2 separate regions of the Hordeum vulgare genome follow, and region 2 is linked to region 1. The links are chromatin contacts, called in public Hi-C maps. All regions are on one chromosome and are shown on one strand. The core of a region is the stretch at or near the end of the contact, and the rest is flanking DNA. Distances in the headings are between cores, read along the strand shown. Region 1 holds the start of LOC123403486 (protein RMD5 homolog). Region 2 holds the start of LOC123402830 (mechanosensitive ion channel protein 6-like).

Region 1 (3,417 bases), core at 481-2,980:
ATCAGCCGTCACAACCAAATCCCGATGTCCTTTCTTGAAGTACCATGACACAGCCATACTCTAGGCCTTACAATACGCAGCGCTAATGGAGGCGTCGTGCCGCCAGTGCAGGTCGACGGTGTTCCTGATGGTGAACCACGCGACGCGCTGATGGGCGTCAACGAGCCGTTGTTCAAGTACAACTCCTCGCTGCTTCCGGTGACCACCTCGTCGCAGTTGCTGTCCATGCAGCTAACCTTCACGCTTGTAGTCATCACCATTGCCATCGTCCGCCACTCGCTCATCTTTGTCAATCCAACGCCATTATGCTCATGACGATTTGCTGCATTCTCCGCACGCTCCGGTCGGGCGACGCTGGCAAGGGCCTGGACCGGAAGGGCTACATCATGGGCTCAGATAACTGGTTATATGTGGACGCCACATTAACCATGTAAATATTAACTGGACTATGACATAATCCCATATAACAACTAGTGGCTGGTGGGGGGAAGTCCCACAATGCCCAGCAATGTGTCCATTTACATTCTGATATAGGAGCTCCCCTATAGCGAGGGGTTTCGAGTTCGATCGCTTATTCTGCACGTTTTTTTACACCGCTCACTACAGTACCACCAAAATGGCTGGCCCATATGTGCTGCCCGGACGTGCGAACCTCCGTTAACCTGCCTCAACGAGCGGCAGATAGGAGGTTCCTTTATCTCGCTCAACGTGAGAAGGAAGCGGCTCTTGCCTCGAGGATATTCTGTGCGCTATAGTAGTAACAGTACTCAGGTAGCCCATATTTGTGTATTCATTTTTTTCGAATTGTTTAAATCACTTATCACATGTATCATGTGGTATATTTGTGCATTCGTTGGTTCGCTGGTTCATTGTTCGCTCATTTTTTTATATTTTGCTATTTTATTTCTTAACATGTTCTCTTCATTTCTTTTTTTCTTTCTTATATTTTATTTTTACTTTTATTGAGTTTTTTTGTTTTTTATTATACTTTGATCTTCTTTCTTTCTTTCTTTGTTTCTTTGGTTTTGTATGATTTTCTTTCTTTATGGCTGAAATACGTTTTCCAGTATACGTTTTCTTATCCACGTTGAACACTTCTTATGGCGGGGACACGTTGAACACTTTTCAAATATGGGATGTAATTTTTTTCTTTTAATACATGTTTGAACACACTTTATATTGCATGGCATTCTTTTTTAATATACATCGAATATTTAGTTGGTAATGAATAAATCATTTAAACTCTGAGGATGTCTTTTTGCATAAACATTTTATTGAAATGCAGGAATATTTATTCAAAATTTTACTTACATTTTTTTAATGGAACAAAACAATTTGTTTACTACCCAAACCATTTTTTCACATTCAATAAACTTTTTTCATAATTTTTCATATATATGTTCGAATGGAGGAACATGTTTCTGTATTCACAATTTTTTTCTAAAGCTATCCACATTATTTTATTGCATTAACATTTTACTATACTGTACTAATATTTTTAAAATTTAAGGTTTTTATTTTTTTTAATAAATTTAATTATTTTTTTGAGGGGGTAATTTTAGGTATACAGTACGTATTTAAATAATTATAAATAAAAACAAAGAACATTAGTGCAATGGCTCACGTCCCTATTAGGCCGGCTCCACCGGCTTAAAACAAAAGCTGTATGCCTCGCTATAAGCAGCAAGTCAAGGAGTGGCATTAACAAGTATCGAGCCCATTAAGCTGATCCTCGTCAAGGAGGACTCTTCTTCGCAAAGTCTTACCTAACTGGCCCATTAAAAAGATCCAGCCGCCAAAGTGGTCTAGGGTTCGTCGCTTGCCGGAACAGGACCCCCCCCCCAAAACCGCCACCGGCTTTCTCTGCTCTCCCATTCCGGTAATCGTCCTCTCCGCTCTCCATATTCACTCTCTGTTCGATTTGGATACATCGCCATACAATCGCTTCCTATGCATTCAGATCAAATCCGTCCACCTCATCGCAGGTCCTCTCTATTTCGCCCCATCCTTCTCCTCTGATCCAAAGGCTTATTGCGTTTGCTTGAAGAATAAAGAGAGGTTAGTGTTCTTTTACCAGTTAGGGAAGCTTAAGCCGGCGTTTATGGGTTGGTTCTGCGGCGAGGTTTTCTAGAGAATATATTGTCTCGTAGGACCAAGTGATAGAATTTTGTGTGTCCCTAGTCTGTGATGAGAACTGCCATTCATGAAGCGCGCCTGTGGTGGGCGTTGTTAGCAACCTGGCATCTTTGGGATCTGCGTTGGTATTGTCTAGAGTTGCAATTATTGGGTAGGGATCCAAATCAAATGTAAAGAATTTGTGGGAGTGATACTGCAACCCGTTTTATCTTCTTGCCCAGTGCTCTTAGTATGGTGCTTTCAAGGTTGTATTGCTTAAGTGCTATGTGTACAGCCTGCACATTTGATTTCGGTTTACATCACTTTGTTGGGAATATGTCCAATAGTTTATTTTGTATTTTCGTTTGTACAGAGTTAGATAGATAGTTTGTGTGTGATGCGGTGATGCGATTTATAACCATTCATCTCATTTTCTGTTGAACGCTCCTCTGTTAGTAGAAGAGTCGCATCTGTCGGTTTATTCCTTATTGATGATAATTCTGCAACGCTACCTTTTGAAGAGTGTATGTTCTACGTAATTACTCTATCCCACAGATCTGAATATTGTTGCTTATAATATATGATGTGATAACTTTGGTACTCCCTCCAATCCATATTAATTGTCGTTGATCTAGTACAAAATTGTACTTGATCAGCGAAATTTAATATGATTCGGAGGGAGTACTTGAATCTAAGGTTCATTTCTTTGCACCTACTGTTTTAAATTTTGACTGATCAAATTGTCTTCCATTTTGTATAACAGGTGCTGAAGCTGGGGCATGCTTATTACTCAGAAATGGAAATAGATACACTGAAGGATGAGTTCGGTCGTGTTGTTAAAAAGCAGAAACTTGCATCCTCAAGAACTATAGATTTGGTAAACCAAATCGAGAAAGAAATTGAGCAGGCTATCAGTGCTATCCAAGAAAATGTCACAGCTAGGGATGCTGCATCAAACCTAAACCATGAAATTCTTACTAATCTGAAGAATACGCTGAAAGTGTTGGTTCCAGTGAAGCAACTTGAGAGCTGCCAGAAAGAAATGAACACTGCACTTGGCAAGTGGGTCAAGACCACCGAGAAATTCTTCATCAATGATATTTCAAAAGCTTACAAGAATGCCGACATGGAACCACATGTACTGAATGAGATTATTGCAAACCATCTATACCGTGAGGCATTATTTGACATAGGTGACAACTTTCTTGGAGAGGCCAGTTGTTTAGCACCTATAAAACTGAAACAACTGTTTCAGGAGATGTATGAGATTTGTGGTGCGCTGCGGACTGAGAAATCTGAGCC
Region 2 (3,741 bases), core at 1,213-3,712, 240 kb after region 1:
GGTGCTCCGTCGCGCGTACAGATGCCCACACGCACGCACACCTGTGTCTCGACATGCGCAGCCCAAAAACGTAACGTACTGCGTGCCTGCCTGGCTACCTGGCGTGCCGTACCATTCCCCGAGAAAGAAAGCTACGGTGGTTCCGCCAGCGCGGCCCCGCCGCGTGCGGATGCTACAGGGATCCGGGCTTGACGCGGCGCGGCACAGGTGCACGCAGCTCAGCGCCTGGCCGGCGCACCCGAGTTCTCTCGTGAGGTTCCGTTCGTACACGTTGCTCTCTTTTCCCGGTAGGAGCGGGTGAAAGTGGAGCATTCTTTTCCTTTTTTACCGGCGCATCAACGGGCGATCCGCTTTGGTCCTGGCCACCAGCTAGAGGAGGAGGAGTAGAGCGGGTGATCTCTGACCTTATCTTGGAGTAGATGCGCGGCGTGGTCATGTAAGGGATGCGCTCTCTTTTGGTGTCACTAGTCAAACGGCTCGGTATAAAGGGAGGACACACATGAATGACATGATGTTAGACTAAGGGGAAAAGGTGAATGATCTGTCCTCCATGCACCACGAGTCCACGAATCCTCCAATCTTTTGTTCACGATGATGAATAGATGATGATACAAACAACAGCTAACCTAGGATATACAAAGGGTTTGGAACACAGTTCGTTCTCGTGTCAGCTCCACGGCGCGCCGGACGGGGCACTCTAAAAAGTAGGGTATCAACTCATGGGTTGCTTGCTCTAAAAAGCCCCAGCCTACGCCTAGACTCAAACAAACAGCCCCCGGAGGTCCGCTCTATGGTCTGGTATACATGTGGTACTTCCTCTAGCCTGGCTCAGATGCTACCTAGCTAATGAATCACCGTACCCCTGATTTTCTCCGACTTCCGTTTTTTGTTCCTTCCCTGCCGGATAAAACAAAGTTTGGCTGTACATTACTAGTAGTACTGTTGCCCATCAACCACGCGTTTAATGATTGGCATCTACAGTAATTGATAGATTTCGTGCCGTGTAAAGACTATAAGCGGTTCCTCCAAGTAGGCTAAGTGATGAAGGAAACAGTGCATGGCCAAATATGCAGTGACAATCAATGAAATTCTACAAATAATGCTCCTCCATACAGTATTACAGTATACGAACTTGGTAGGCCATCGGACTGGTATGTAGGGCCATCACCTAGTCTCCTCGTGACGCCGGCTTAGATCATTGCCCTCCGACTCTCCTTTTCTTGAGGAGGGGAATGCCCTCCGGCCTTACATGTGGGCCCACCACCCTGTCAGATGAGCCCTATCTATCCGTCGGCCTTCCAAATCTAGCTTATCCACACCCACCGGGACCGCCATTACTTCGAGCTCCTCCCATGGTTCTGCAAAGCAAAGCTCGTCGCTGGCCATAAATCTCGGGCGTGCGTTAGAAACAGTAATCTCGGGCGTTCTACGAACAGCAAAACAATTTTCTCTTTCTTTCGAAAACAGCCTGAACGCTTGCACATTATACACGTTCTCTCTCCATCCCCCAAACTTTTTGCCTAATACTCTTGAGTACGTATAAGTTTTCTTTGAGGGGTGCCTAATATAAGTGGGGGCGCTTCCGATTATTGGAGGGTCATAATTGGTAGTACTGCACGGGCCATGGCCTCTTGGAGCCCAGCCGCTAATGGCCAAACCATGGCGTCAAGATCTCGTTATGCTGCAGCCAACGGCACCCATGTGAAGAATTTACGTTTTGGTTCCGCTGCGCTCTCCAAGCCTCCTCTGACCAGAGAAGTTAGCCGGCTGGCTGGGTCCGCCGAGGCCGACGGACGCCAAGCCGACCTGCTGCTCCCATTGTGCCTTATTCCATCTCCATGATCGTCATCCATCCAAATCACGAGATTAGGACGGTAACCGAGAAACGGACGTGGTGGATTACCGGTGGCGTGCCGCGGTTGGGAGATACGACCGGTGACGGGGCCGAAAGCAGAGGTCACATGCTAAGCATGCACGTACAAATGCTTTGTATCGATGGTGCCAATCTTTTTCCACGGGATCGATCCTTTAAACATGGCCGGCATGACCCGAGATTAGCACGAGTGAGACCGATCGCAGCGACGGCAACACCCTCTCCGGTTCACATTAGTCGTGTATATGTACGGCGTACCGTACAGGTACCGTGTCGCGTCACGCAATACTTACATACACACCTAGACCAAAGTACTCTACTACCACCGTAGTGTGGCACTGTGTACAGTATTCGATCTTGTCTCTTTCACCTTGGTCGACGCTCGACAGGTTAATTCACTACCAAAAAAATGGTGACGCGCTCCCACTTCCGCGCCGCAAATCCCGGATGTGATAGTCGAGGCCCTGCGCACCCAAATCTCTGATTAGCGGCAGCAAATCCGTTTGTTTAGTCAGTTCCCATCCCGCAGCGCGCCACGTACGTGGATCCCGGCGTGCGCTGGCGCCGCTGCCTACAAGTATCGCGGACCGGCGCGAGGCCCAACAACGCAGAGGGAGGGAAGGGAGCGGCGAAAAGGTTCGCCAAGTGTTGTCAGCTTTGTGCCGCTCCACGTTGTTCCCGAACCCTCTCCGTCGCCCTCCCTCGTGAATACCACCACCATCCCGGGGCCCTAGTTTTGCAACGCTCGAGCGGTTGATTTTCGCCGAGTTATCGCGGAAGCGGTGAAAGGGAGGAAGGAGCGAGCGTCTCGTGTGCGTGTGCGTGTGCGTGTGTCTGTGGTGCGTGTTGGTCGGCGGCGATGGACCAGGTGCAGCGGAAGAGCAGCCTGAGGTCGCTGTCCATGTCGGACGAGCAGGCCATGGCGCCCGGCCTCGGCGAGCGGCGGGAGGTGGTGCTCAAGATCGACGGCAACGGCAACGGCAACGGCCCCGCGCCCTTCTCCGTCCCCGGCGCCGACGTCGGCGGGGCGGCTGGGAATGCCGGCGCCAAGCCGACGGCGGGCAGGACGCTGTCGACCGCCGCCAGCTCGCCGACCAAGGGGTGGGACGACGGGAGCTACGACTTCTGGAAGAACGAGGGCGGCGGGAAAGGGGGAGCCCCCGCGCCCCGCGTCGAGGACTTCAGCTTCAAGAACCGGCCGGCGCAGCCGCCGCCGTCGTCGCAGGCGTCGTCCCCTTCGCTCTCGCCGAAGCAGCCGGTGGTGGACGCCGCCGCCGAGGACCCGCCCACGCGCCTCATCGGGAACTTCCTCCGGAAGCAGAAGGCGGCCGGGGCCGAGCTGTCGCTCGACCTCGACCTGGAGATGGACGACATCGGGAGGTCGTCACATCCGTCCTTATCCAACTCCAGAGAACGGGAGACGCCGCGTGTCTCCTTCAAGGACCGCCAGTCGTCCTCCTCGTCTTCATCCGACTCCGATACCGCCGGCGGCCGTAGGCGCGCCGGCGATGACGGAACACGCAACACCTCCACTTCCACTCCAGCGGGGAAGGGCCCATTACTGCGAGCCAAGACGCGCTCCCGGCTCATGGACCCGCCGCCGCAGTCACCGATGGCGCCCCCTGCCGTCGACGAGGAGCGCAAGTCTTCTGCCCGGCCTCCCAAGTCCGGCCAGTTTCCTTCAGGGCGTATGACCGGCAAATCCGGCCAGTCTCCCTCAGGGCGCAAGTCGGGGGTCATCGGCAAGTCGGGCCCCATGGAGGAAGAGGAGGACGATCCCTTCATAGACGACGACATCCCTGACGACTTCAAGCGTGGGAAGCTGGACGCTCTCACCATACTGCAGTGGGTCGGCCTGGTGCTCATCA

The links. A called contact is a pair of places that touch in the nucleus more often than the background predicts.
Region 2: a Hi-C map of seedling shows a contact between it and region 1, with 6 times the contacts expected there. The contact joins the promoter of LOC123402830 here to the promoter of LOC123403486 in region 1. A contact is called at or near these places in 4 of 6 Hi-C or Micro-C datasets (leaf and seedling) and 1 of 1 datasets of contacts at active chromatin or transcription factors (embryo).

The regions. Positions count from the first base shown.
Region 1 is chr6H:425,685,401-425,688,817 of MorexV3_pseudomolecules_assembly, forward strand. LOC123403486 (protein RMD5 homolog) reads left to right here and starts at 1,731. Exons shown (of 2, transcript XM_045097420.1): 1 at 1,731-1,879; 2 at 2,879-3,417. The coding sequence starts at 2,912.
Region 2 is chr6H:425,922,012-425,925,752 of MorexV3_pseudomolecules_assembly, forward strand. LOC123402830 (mechanosensitive ion channel protein 6-like) reads left to right here and starts at 2,463. Exons shown (of 5, transcript XM_045096788.1): 1 at 2,463-3,741. The coding sequence starts at 2,733.